Linked DNA regions of Zea mays: region 1 is linked to region 2. A link is a contact called in public Hi-C data. All regions are on one chromosome and are shown on one strand. The core of a region is the stretch at or near the end of the contact, and the rest is flanking DNA. Distances in the headings are between cores, read along the strand shown. Region 1 holds the start of LOC100284905. Region 2 holds the start of LOC100274180 (Ubiquitin carboxyl-terminal hydrolase-related protein).

Region 1 (6,989 bases), core at 3,657-6,156, 180 kb after region 2:
CAACTCATAAAGTACATGTGCACTTACCATCTTTCATCCTTCGTCTTAGTCCAGTCTTGTCATCGTTGGAACTGCGATATGCACTGGAGTACAAGGACTGTTTGGAGGCTGCATCATTTTTGCTGATTGGAGGCACTACTGTGCCTACAGAAGGACGAAAAGGAGCATGAGCACCATATATGGAAGGAGCACCATACAAAAGAGTGATCGCACAAGGAGCGCCATACAGAGGAGCATATGGAGGAGGAGCATCATATGATCCATAAGGGGGAGAACCATATGGATATTCGTGTGGGTACGAAGGAGGGTACATATAGGGAAAAGGTTGTGGTGGAAGAGCTTCAGTGGTAGGAGTGTCGACCATAGGAGGTTTAGTAGGAGGAGGAGGAGCATTGACACTTGGTCAATATAAATATGGAGGAGGATATTGAAAGGGAAATAGGGTCAAACATTTTCCTAAATAATTTTGGTGGTTGAATTGCCCAACACAAACAATTGGACTAACTAGTTTGCTCTAGATTATAAGTTCTACAGGTGCCAAAGATTCAACACAAACCAATAAAAAGTCCAAGATTGGGTTTAAAAGAAAGGAGTAAAAGAAAACCGAATGCTGCCCTGGTCTGGCGCACCGGACTGTCCGGTGTGCCACCGGACTGTCCGGTGTGCCACCGGACTGTGTTCGGTGCACCAGGGTGGATCAACTCCAACTCGCCACCTTCGGGTTTCTGGAAAAGTCACTCCGCTATAATTCACCGGACTGTCCGGTGTGCCAGCAGAGCAACGGCTTCCAAGCGCAACGATCGACTTCAACGGTCGGCTGACAGGTGCACAGTGCACGGACAGAGCGCGCAGAGTCAGAGCAGCGCCAGAAGGCGCACCAGACAGTGAACAGTACCTGTCCGGTGCACCACCGGATTGTCCGGTGGTCCCACCTGTTAGAGCTTCAACGGTCAAACCCTAACGGTTGGGTGACGTGGCTGGCGCACCGGACAGTGTCCGGTGGCGCATCGGACTGTCCGGTGCGCCCATCGACAGACAGCCTCCCCAATGGCCATTTTGGTGGGTGGGGCTATAAATATCCCCTAACCACCACACTTCAAGGCATCCAAGTTTTTCAGACTTCATATTCAATACAAGAGCTAGTGCAATCAATACAAGACACAAATCAAATAGAATCAAAGCCTCTCCAAGTCCCATTTCCACTCCAAGCAAATAGTGACTAGAGAGAGAGTTTTTGCTCGTGTTCTTTGAGCTCTTGTTCTTGGATCGCTTTTCTTCTTCCCCATTTCTTGTTCTCAACACCTTTGTAATCAAAGCAAGAGACAACAAGTTGTGGTGGTCCTTATGTGGTCTAAGTGACTCATTTGATTGAGGAGAAAAGCTCACTCGGTCTAGGTGACCGTTTGAGAGAGGGAAAGGGTTGAAAGAGACCCGGTCTTTGTGACCACCTCAACGGGAAGTAGGTTTGCAAGAACCGAACCTCGGTAAAACAAATCACCGTGTCATGCTTTATTTCCTTGTGATTTGTTTTCGCCCTCTCTTTCAAACTCGGTTATATTTCTAACGGTAACCCGGCTTGTAGATTGTGCTTAAAGTTTATAAATTTCAGATTTGCCTATTCACCCTCCCTCTAGGCGACTTTCAGATATATATATATATGGAAAGGTTGTGAAGTTACGGAATAGAGATGATAAAAAACATCCTCTCATTGATAACGAACGAAAGAAAGACAATCAAAGAAGACCTGCCCCACATTGATAGGGGTGTCAAAATGTTTTGGGCAAGTTCGTCAGCATGTCAAAGTTAGGGCTTTATCTTAAATCCATATCGAAACAGAAAGTGCAACGCTACAAATGGAGGAGGAGGTTATGAACCGGAGAGCAATGGATGTGAATGCACCAAAGTACCCCTCTATAAGGTGGATTCCTAAAAGATTTTTAGTATCTTATATATTTTTTGAAATCCAAATGACTAAAATGATATCGACCGATCCAGACTCTAACACGAGGATCGACATAGTCGTAATACGGTCAGTATCGACCATGCCGACCGGTCGCCCAAATCACATGTCATTTATGGTGATATCATTATTATCCACCGCAATGTCGAGCCACATGAGCGGATGGTATCACCTCCGGTTGAATCGCATCTATATATTCAAACGTTGTGCCAATTTCTGGTGATTGGACCAGCATAGAAATGAAACGATGGGTACGATCAGGTTTGCACTTTTAAGGACGAACATATGTACATATTAGATTAGATTCACATACTGGCTGATTGGTTCGCATCTCTACATGTGCAACTGCACGCGAGGAGTCCTAAAGCATTTCATGTTTGGTTCATGTGTGTAACCATGCAGAATCAGCTGATGCAAAATCGATCGTCCATCCATGCTACGTTCAAACGTGTGCCGCAGGCATCTCCGCGCATGCAGGATACAGTCATGCAGAATGTAATTTAATTTTGTTTTTTATTATATTTTCTATGTAAAAGATTTTATATTTGTGTATCTAAAATTTTTGCGAACAAAACTAGACCACACATGCTATGTAATATTTGAAGATTTATTTATATACTCTTCTCTAATACATATATCGGTACAACTAACCAAAAAATCTGTATCTAGTCTATATATTGAGTCTGTGAAAGGCTGAAAGCAACCAAATAAATATATCTTGCATAAGCTCAACCTGATGCTACTTATTCTGGCTCCATTTAGCCATCCTGTTAGACTGATACGGCAACCAATACGTATAGTGAAATTGTTAGACTGATACGGCAACCAATCAGACGTATAGTGAAATTGCATCCTGTTAGACTGACACGGCAACCAACCAGATATATAGTGAAAATTTGAATATGAGCATAGAGATGAGTATACTGGTGAAAATAGCTTTACAAACGCACGTACTACACGACTGCGACATGCGTCCGATCCATGCAAAATATCCACAGATGCATATAAGAAGCGTATATACAGTTATACACACACTTGCACGCTTTAAATACCTTGCTGCTGATGCTATGCTACTGCACACTGTCTCCGATCCACAGATTCACAGGGGCACACACACACACGCGCGCTTTACCTTTCTGCTGCTGCTACTGCTATCGCCACGGAGTTGGTCCAAAAGGTTGAGCTGGACAGGAGTCGATCAAATAATAATGGAAGCAGATCCTCTGCGTCCGGTCACTGACATGTGGGTCTGGATCAGCTCAGACCTACCTACCTACCTATCTGCAGACTGCAGTTAGGTCCAGAGGATCCGCGCTCGCTCAAACGATATATGCATGGAGCTCGATCGAAAGATGATGATGCTGCTGCTAATCTATATCAGCCATCTGCTATTCTGCTCGCGAGATCTCCTCAAAGACCGGCAGCCTCCTGCTCTTCTTCCGGTACGGCACCGCCACGTCGAGCAAAGCCAGCATCTGGTTCTCGACCCAGTCATCGTCGTCGCTCTCGCTCCCGCTCCCGCTCTTATCCGCCGGGCGTCGTCGTCCGTCACCGCCGCCACCGCCCGGCCACGTCGTATGCGCCATGATCCGGGCCAGCAGCTCCTCCACTTTCCGGACGATCTTGCCGTCCTGCTGGTCGCGGGCCTGCAGGTACCTCCCGGCGAGCACGTCGGCGAGGACGAGCTCGGCGTCGGCGAGCCGGGCCTGCTCGATGAGGCAGAGGGCGAGGTTGCACGCCTTGTTGGCGTCCGGGTCGATCATCTGCGCCTTCCGGTACACCACCTCCGCCGCCATGAAGTTGCGCTGCTGCATGTACGCCCACGCGAGGTTGCCCTGCATTGCATGCATGTCCGGCGAAGCTTATTAGCTATGCCACGCACTGGACGTGTGGACTCTGGAACAGGCTGGGGTCTGGGGACCGCCGCATGCACACGCACCAGGACGCGCGATGTCTCTTGCTTGACGGAGACGTGGATCTTGCGGCCGTGCGAGCGGGCGCGCTTGGTGGTCCTGCCATGGAACGCCTCGCCGAGGTAGATCTTGCGGAGCTTCTGCTTGAGCAGCTCGATCTCCTCCTTGGTCCGCCCGCTGGCCTTGTAGAGGTCCAGGAGGATGTTGTCCAGCGGCTCCTGGGACTGCTTCGGGCACAGGTGCCGCAGCGACCTGATGGCGTCGATGGCCTCCGCCAGGTACCCGCGCTGCTTCATCACCACCGCCATGTCCTTGAGCGCGCTGTCCAACTTGTCGCCCGCGCTGATCGCCTTCCAGAACCACGCGATCGACGCGTCCAGGTCCTTCTCCACCAGCTTAATTATTCGATCATCACAGCAACGGTATTAATAATAAATAATTTAAAAGTTCATTTCAATCAGATCACTCCGTTCCAAATTATTGTGAGTCGTTTTGCCTTTTTCTCTCTCTCTAGATCACTAGTAAATAAATGATGTTGCTAAATTTTACTCGGTAATAGAAAATTCAGAAATGCCTATAGATCTCAAGCTAATACTGTTAGTAATTGTGATTATTTGTGTGAAATTAACTTAATCACCAGATTATACAGATCTAACCAATAATGAGACCTAGAATCAAGCTAGAACAACCATCCGTCGACAGCAAAAAAATAAAAAAATAAAAAAACAGTTATGAGCATGCTGAGCTAACAGCTAATGATTGGTAATCTAGATCCTAATTGATGGAGGCTTTTACCTGGAAGTGCTTGGCCCTCGCGTAAGGCCCGTCGCCGGGCGGGATCTTGTGCGCGACGTGCGGCGAGGTCGGGCTCGCCGGCTGAGCCACCGCTGCCATGGCGACAAGTTGATGATTATCCATGCCTCTTCCTACTAGCTCCTCCTCCGGCTATCTAGCTCTAGCTAGAGCTAATGCTGAACCTTCTCCCGGATCGATGCTTCATCACCAAAGACGTACGGTCAGACGAGACGGCGAGGAGGCGGACCTGTCCCTGTTTATAATAACCCGCTGCAGCGTGTTATCCAAGTGCCCCACCAGACTGCCCGGGCAGCGCACGAGACCGGGAAGCCGTCCAGGTTCAGTCAGTGTGGTCGGGCCGGGGCATGCATACCTGGGCAAGTTCATCTGGACGTGTCCTGTAGCTGGTTGCCCCGACTGGCCCCCTGATGATAAGTGATAAGAACCGACCGCTTCGCGGCTTCGCGTCACGTAAAAGATGGACGTGGCACTCGGCTACTGGTGACTGGAGTGGAGCGAGAGTGATCCGTCCAGGCTCGTCAATCAGCTTCCTGCGTGCGTGACTGCGCCCACCCTCAGACAGCTCACACCAAAAGTTCATACTGCATAAGACGCCTACACCAAACAAAGTTTTAGTGTTTAAGGTAAAGTAGGTATTAATAAACAGGAAAAAAAAGAGGAACAAACAAATTGGTTTCTGTTCTATTTTACATGCATAAGACGCCTACACCAAACCATACTCGAGTCTCATGCCCCAAGGTTGACGTAAATACACCACCGAACCCCACGGTCCAGCAGCACTTATGTAGCTTGATAGTGTTCATCATTGTTAACTCTGTTAGGATATAATCTTAAATTCTAAGCTTGAGCATGCTTCTTACAATTAGCAAAGAGGACCAACCATTTAGGTGTCTCAATCATGCTAGATCGACTAAACAAAATAGAGTGCCAAGTCAAACTACTCGTGCTGATGGTCAGGTAGTCATGACTATATGCATAAACCATACTGGTAATTTAGAAAGCAATCACTTTTCAGTTCTAAAGCCAAATAACCAAAACAAGGCATATTACAGAGTCCCAAATCATCAAATGTTGTTCCCAAAATCAGCCACTTTTCATTTTTGTAATCAGCAAACAACAACACAGATATAAAATGAAACACATAAAGTAGACGGAAGTAAGAGGCAGTATACAATCTTGAAGTCTTCATTCTGAAATCTGAACTTCATGTATCTTCACTCTGATGAAGTAAAGAACAATGGTACAGAGGTGCAGACACTTCTCAATTAGGACTAAACTTGTCCTTTAAAGGCCAAAACCACTTTTAAATCCCATAATCCACAAGTGGCTACTCTAATGCATGATGCAATTTAAAACTGACTAAAAGGAGTAACAACTGCAGCCAAAAGCATAAATCTTCTTCGTTAAATCACATGTTGAGTCACCACTGTGGAAGCAAGTCAAGAAAAATAATAATAAATGGACAGCACATGGATACTCAAGAGCCTCATTGAGTCGGTACTGTTCATGTTGGCACCTGCTTGTGCTTGAGCAGGAAAATTCAGGCTTGAAAAATAGGCAGTTACCATCTGGGCTATGAACCATCAGATGCAATTTGGTGCATGACTAGAATGTTGAATCAACAGACTCGTGATGAATGATTTCACAAAGTTGGTACAGAAAGAAGCAATCAAATAGATGCTGCCATGTTAGATAAATTCCAAAGCACCAAGTACATTTCCTCCTTATAATGATATGAGCAACCTCCCTTCACAAACTCATGTATTTCTCCATCCACTTCAATCACACTCCGTCCAATATCCTTTCTCATCCCCTCATCACATATCATTTTCCTAATCCTCAAAACATCACCCCACATTGCTTCATCAGCATATATATTTGATAGAAAAACAGACTCCAGAATCAGCTCCAAGATTTGCAAGACGTTCCATTTATAACTCAGCCAGCTCAACGCAAATGTCCAGCACGGCCAAGTAGATCAACCAATTCTACCTCGGGATCTATCCCAAAATCATTTTTCATTCTGTGAAATATTTCTAAACCCTCTGAGATCAAGCCAGCATGTGTGCAAGCAATCAGAATGACAAGTACACTAAGATCGTCCACTGCAACCTTTTCTGCCTCCACTCGATGAAACAGCATGACAGCATCCAGACCATAACCATGAGTTGCAAGTCCAACGACATCCAGACCACATCATCAGATAGCACTTCTCCAAGCAAGAGTGAAGCCATCTTACTTGCTCCAAAGCGCCCAGCTGAGCACTAGCACTGACAGCCCCCACGGCAACGACCTTATCA
Region 2 (6,446 bases), core at 1,908-4,407:
GAAGAATTGTAAGAACAAAAAAAATCCTTCATGTGAACATGAAAAAGAGTAAAGTGTATGGTCTAGGTCTAGCACAAAATCAGATCCACCTTGAACTCCTTTGCCCTACGAGAATCCTTAAACTTCTTCTTATCCTTTGATTTTTCATGGGATTGTTTCATATCACCCCCTTTGCTTGCATTCTTCTTAGCATCCAAAGCAAGTTCAGCCAAGAAGGCTTCCCTTGCAGCATCAGATCTCTCTCTCGCATCCTTATCCACCAGCTCTTCCAAATGGCTCTACATTGCATACCATAACGACAGTTAAGCAATGAACAAAAACATAAGGTGCTGACATATAAAAAAAAGCAAAACAGTGTGCTGGAACAAAACTTGTGATGATGTATACATACCTGCAAGAACGACCTCATAAGGGGTAAAAGAATCATTCGATAATCAAGAGCAGAAACAGGTCCAAGCTTGTGCTCTAGTTGCCGCATCACAGATAAAGTTCGCATAATCTTAGCATCTATCTTGCTAATCTGCAAGCAAAAAAAGTTATGGAACATATATTATAAATGCATTTTGAAGGTTTTATGTAACTCCTGCAGTGAACAGAATCCAGAAAAACTAACCTCCATAGTAACATGTTCCTTCATCTTTGATACAACCATGTGTACCATTGAATCATTTGGATGTATAAAATCATGCAGCCTCCATTCATCTTCTTCGCCCCCATCGAAGTCAGAAAAGCGTGGGGCCATGCCAGTAAGGGCCTCATCATAACCAAAGTGTGATGTGTGAAGTTCCTTCAAAATAGCTGAGATTGCATCTATCTCAGATCTGTTACTGTCGGACTGCTCCTCAGTGTTGTGTTCCAAAAACTCCTGCCGCTTCCTGAGGAGCTCCTCGAAAGTTTGGAATCCATACCGTCCCACCTGCTCCCTTCGTGTTTGCTCTTCACAAAAGAGGCCCTCCACAGAAGTAAAGGCATCCTCATTTCTCAGCTGTTCAAGTTTCCGTTCACATGAGTTTTGCAGGTTGTTGAACTCCCTCCCAAGTGCTCGAATAAGGTCGACGCACTGATTTGACCTTTCGTCGATCATACGATTCCAGGCCAATAGCTGCTCACCAATTGAAGATCCGGCGTACAGCCATGAAAGCAATGCATCAGTATCAACACTCTCGGAATCAAACTTTCCGCCGAAGGTGTGCCCATCAATGATCAGTTCTGATGAATCAGAATTAAGGGTAACCTTCTCTAGTACATCGTGGTTTTGGATGAAACTATCCCCGTCACCTAATCCTTCAGCCTTCTGTAAGTTCCTATTAAGTCCAGAAGCCTGCATTAAGTCCTGCAAGAAATTATCTACTTTCTGCAGTGATGATGCCTCCAAGAAGCGAATGCAAAGTGGCGACTCGTCCAAAGAGTGATTAAGCAGTAGTGACCCAGATGGCAACCCCCTGAGTTCCTCTACAGCAAATCGAATCACCCTGTTTAGATTGTGCACTGAAAGATTATGGTTCTTCACAAGGATTTTGAACGATGAATGGATTCTTTCTAAAATCTTGGCCCTTTCGTCATCATCTGAGAATGGCCACTTGGTGTCACCTTCCCTCACCACCACTCCAAAACCGCTAGACTCCTCGTTGTGTGACCAGGCTGAGGATTCTGACATGTCCATGGCTTTGTTACTCCAACTATCTAACGAATTCGATTCATCCTCCCTATCTGGTCCAAGGTTGTTGTGTTGATCTTCCTCAAAAAGTTTCAGTGCGGCAGTAGCATCCAATGGCCTCCAGTTGCAACCACTGAGCATTTCTGCCCAGTCAGCATCAATCTCCTGCGGAACCATTTCCTGCAGCTCGGATGAGAGTAGCCCAACATGCTCAACCATGACATGCCACCGGTGTGCCTCCACATGTGTAAACTGCTCCCGACACCTACCACATACCATGAACTCCCACTTGTCATGCTTGTTGGCAAATTGTATCACCTCATTGAGCACATCAGATGCTGCACTGGCAGCATCTTTCTCCTTGTGCATTGCAGAAGCATAGTGTGACTTGAGCTCAGAAATGCTAGTGTTTAAGAATGCAAGCCTTTGCTCCACTGGTATCGAGCCCCAGTAGGCACGCACCTGGTCAGTGCGCTCAGACGCGGATGAGCCTGTTGCTTTCCTAGACCCACCTTTTCTCCGGTCAGCTCGATGTCCGCCCACCGATGACTCAGACGATGAGGGGGCATCATCTCCATGTGACCGGGAAGAGGCAGGGGTAGCAGACACAACATCATTGCTCTGCTCCTTCTGCTGCTGCAGCAGCCTCATGGCAGCCAGGCGTACCTCGATCTCCTGGCGGCGCTCCTCGGTGGTCTTGGTCGCCTTCTTGATCTCGTTTGGGCGGCGCGGGGAGGGCGCCGTGGGGACAAGCCGGGCCTCCATTGGCTCGTCCGCTAGACGGCGCACAGGGATGAGGCGAAGCTTGTCGTCCCCCGCGCCGCCCATGTTTTTGACCCAAGAGGAGATGGAGGCGAGGTTGGCCTTCTGGATCAAGTTGCGGAGCTCGGACTGGACCTGGTCGACGTCGGGGCCGGGCAACCTGAGGGAGTGGGGCGCGGGGTCGGAGGGGGCCTCGATGCTGAGGCCGCGCTCGCACTCAGCGACGACCTCATCGTAGGCGCGGGAGTCGGTGGCAGCGTCGAAGAGCAGCATGGCGTGGAAGTGGGCCAGCTCGATGGAGTCCGGCGCGAGCTGGACGGCGCGCTGGGCCGCCTGGAGCGCTGTACGCTGGTGGCGCGCGCGGCTGGCGTGGTCGTCGAGGACGGAGGCGGCGCGAGCGTGGACGGTGCCGTGCGCCCGCAGGAGCAGCGGTGAGGCCTCCCCGTGGCGGGCGATGGCGTCCCTCGTGAGGCGCTGCGCACGCGCGTGGCTGCCCCGCTGCAGGCACGCAAGCGCTTTGTCGACCTCGGCGCGCACGGCGGCATCTTCCCTGCCGATGCCGGCTGGCTTCTCCGCCGCCGCCGGCGACCGGCGGGAGGCGTCCAGCGGTGGCGGAGTAGGGTTTGGTGCGGAGGTTCGCTTCTTCCGGCCCATGGGAATGAGATTTGGGGGCGAACCGGAGCGCCGCGCGGATACCCCATAAAACAAGACGCGCAGCCAGCCGGACTGGAGTGCCGCCGCGGTGGGTCCAGGTCTGGGTCTCTACACCTAACACGAGCGAGAGCGAGAGCGAGAGCGAGCGTGCGCTAGACGATCCGATGCGGACCGCGAGGTCGGATCGATACGAGATACGGTACACGTACACCGGCCATCCGTTCAGGACTTCAGCCAGGCTCCATGGGCCACGTTTTGTTTTTCTTTTGGGCTTTGGTTTCTGGTTCACTGTCACCTCACCGTCGTCGAGCGTCACCTGTGATGCCACAACAGGTTCTCACATGCGACACTGTGGAGTACTCCGTCAAGAAAAGTCTACACACTCTCTCGCAAAACAAGTGTTCATCGCTCATTTCGTATGAGTCAAATGAGTTCGAGGTTGGCTAGATTTATAAAAATAGTATTGGTATTTTTATCTCAAAAAAATATTATAAAGCTAAATGGCACAAAGCTTCAATACAACATTTTCTAAGGGCTAGTTTAGGAACCTCATTTTCTAAGGGATTAATGAACTAATTTCTCTTGAAAAAATGGGGTTCTCAAACTAGCCCTAAGAGTAAAAAATCCATAGCGCATTGTTGTCCTAACCATTTCAACTATTGTTATGTTTTTTTCTTTAAACAATATCATTTTGTTGAGATACTCTAGTTGATGAGAATTGATGTGCAATAGCTTTTCCAGCACACAAGTGATCAAAATAAGAATTTTTAAACCCAATCATGTTATCACTTCTAATAGCTCTAAGAGATCATGTGAGATCAATAGATAATGTAAGAACAAGACTTTTGGAATGACCTAAAGGCTAAAGCCTCATCTTTAGATGCCGTAAAGAAAACCCGAGTAAATCTAGAGTAATCTTCAACGTGCCATATATCTCAAGAAGTTTGGACACGTGAAGGTCAACTATGTCAATATGTAAAAGATGCCCTAGAGTGTTTTTCATTTATCCCTGCAGGCATCTTACCATGTGCACATGAAGAGCATACTAAATCACTATCACCCTTAAGCCTAGGCAAACCACATATAAGATCTAAACCACTAACACGAGTTAGATGATCAAAACCAACGTGACCAAGTCTACGGTGACAAACTAATAAATCTTTAGAGCCATTGGCAACTAGATACTTATGCTTAGAAGAACATGATCAGAGTCAGCTTTAGAAACCCTTCCAAAACATGCAATGTTTTTAAAAATCATCTAGAACATCTAACACTTGTCAGCGCCAGCCTTCGCTCGCGCACCCTCGCTCCCTCTCTCCCTCTGCTCGGTGGGGCCATCCTGTCGGCGCCGCATCTCGCTCTCTCTCGCGCGCGCTCTCCCTCTGTCTGATGGGTCTGCCCTGTCAGCGCTGACCGTCCATTCGTGAGTACTCCCTTGCTGGCCCGCGGACCCCACTCGTCAGCCACCTCCGCTTCCCTAACCTCTCGTCCGCACACCACGCCGTGGATGCATCCACGTCGCGTGTTTCCTGGCCACCTCCCCACACGCCCGACCTCCTTTTTGAGCCTGCACCCCACTCACTCACTCCCCTCGCCCAGTAGCGCCCCTCTATAGAGCTCTCGCACGTTGCGCGCCCGTGGAGCACCATCGTCATCCGCCGCGACCTCAGGATCGTTCTGCGTCCACCGTCGAGCCTCGGCCGTGTCCGTTGTCCCGGTGAGCTCCGCCTCCTCGCTAGCAACCCAAGACACCCTTTGGTTTGCCCCTACCCCCTCTATTCTCCCCTGCTCACGCTCACTTGAATCCTCGTCATGCAGTCGTGTCGTCGCCGCCGTCGACCAGGGCCCCCGTTGTGTTTTCGTCGTCGCTCAAGCGCTCCAGAGCCGTCTCTCGAGGTAACTCACCTCCCTAGGCCCCTAATTTCCCATTTCCTGCCTTGTTGCTCACACAATAGCTCGCCGGAGTAGGCTAGCACCGCTGTTAAGGCCACTCCACCGCAGACTGGTACCCTCCGATGCCTCTACGCCGGTGTCGTGCCCACGACCGAGTCCGCTGTGTCACCCCGAACCCACTTGAGCCCTTTCCAGCACCCTGGGACCCCGGCGTGGTCGCGCCCTCGCCTCTAGCAAAACTCTGCCGCAGGATCGGGCGGTGCCGCCGCTGGCAGCCAATGAGACCCTGCCAAGGCTTGCCGCGGGATCTCAAGCGTCCATCTGAAATCAAGCGGCCCAGAGTTAATTAGAGCAGACATAATCCTACCCATCCGATTCAGATCTGGTCGCTTACCCGCGCCCTGTAGTTGGGCCCGACCAGTTAGGCCGCCTCATCCCCAAGCCGCTGACAACCCTGGCCCGCCTGTCAGCGCTCGTCCGCGCATCCGCGCGCTCGCTCAAGCTCAGATTTGATCTCAGCCGTAGATCTGTGATCAAACGGCTGAGAATACCATGTACCCCTTCGCGTGGTCTTTTTGTTAAATAGACCCTCCACTTTTTAGAAATCAACCTGCCGTCCCTGGTTTTCGCGCGCATGCACTGAGTTTTTTTGTAGAAAAGCCCCTAACCTTTATTTCTATCACAGAAATAGGCCTAATGTTGTATTTTGAATTCCAAAACTTGTTTATTTCATATCGTTTGCATATGAACTCCAAATTGGGTAGTTCAAATTGTAGAATGTTCATAAAATTATTCTCTACCCGTTTGAATTATAATCTTTCATTGTCTGCATGTATTAGTTTTATGTCTAGGCTATAAGTGCATGTAAACTAATGGTTTATTTATTAAAAAGGGAAAACACTAATGACAATTAAGTGATTAACTTTGTGGAAGTCATCTCATGTAATATATGATCCCATCTCTGGAATAATTTTAATTTGGTAATTAGTTCATTAAGATAAATGAGATTAAGTTATGTAATCCACTGAGATAAGCAGTACTTAGAGAACCACAAACCCCTAAGCATATTTGTTTACCCTAGAATCTAGAGTTCACCTTGGTGTTTGTTTTATTCTATGGGACTTGTGTTCGCTTGATTGCATATGTTTGGTGTACTGTTCCTTTGTCATTTCCCAAATGTGTTGAATGCATGATTGCTTTGCGTAGACAACGAGCGGTCTGTGGTTCCTAAGTGTGTTGCCGGAGACTTCCCTGAGCAACAACCTAGTGAAGGCAAGTGTCCTCTAACCCATTATGTTCTACTTACTTTATAATTCACTGTCCCGCATTACTTAATTGAAACCTAAGGATTGACTAGTTTGTATTTACCCCGTCCTTGATTACCTTTTGGGTTATTATGGTTAGCTTCATGCTATTTCTCTACGTTAATCAATGAACATGATGAGAATATTTATGATACGATGATGTTATCTTGATTATG

Evidence for each region. Hi-C and Micro-C count contacts between places; a contact is called where the count stands out from the background.
Region 1: a Hi-C map of endosperm shows a contact between it and region 2, with 4 times the contacts expected there. The contact joins the promoter of LOC100284905 here to the promoter of LOC100274180 in region 2. A contact is called at or near these places in 7 of 25 Hi-C or Micro-C datasets (bundle sheath, ear, endosperm and 3 more) and 1 of 3 datasets of contacts at active chromatin or transcription factors (leaf).

Annotation. Positions count from the first base shown.
Region 1 is chr1:14,099,672-14,106,660 of Zm-B73-REFERENCE-NAM-5.0, forward strand. It overlaps LOC100284905, which reads right to left and starts at 4,907. Exons shown (of 3, transcript NM_001157800.2): 1 at 4,669-4,907; 2 at 3,900-4,268; 3 at 2,830-3,795. The coding sequence starts at 4,791. The coding sequence ends at 3,349. It also overlaps the pseudogene LOC109942743.
Region 2 is chr1:13,922,314-13,928,759 of Zm-B73-REFERENCE-NAM-5.0, forward strand. It overlaps LOC100274180 (Ubiquitin carboxyl-terminal hydrolase-related protein), which reads right to left and starts at 3,158. Exons shown (of 13, transcript NM_001360559.1): 1 at 614-3,158; 2 at 392-520; 3 at 90-278. The coding sequence starts at 3,073.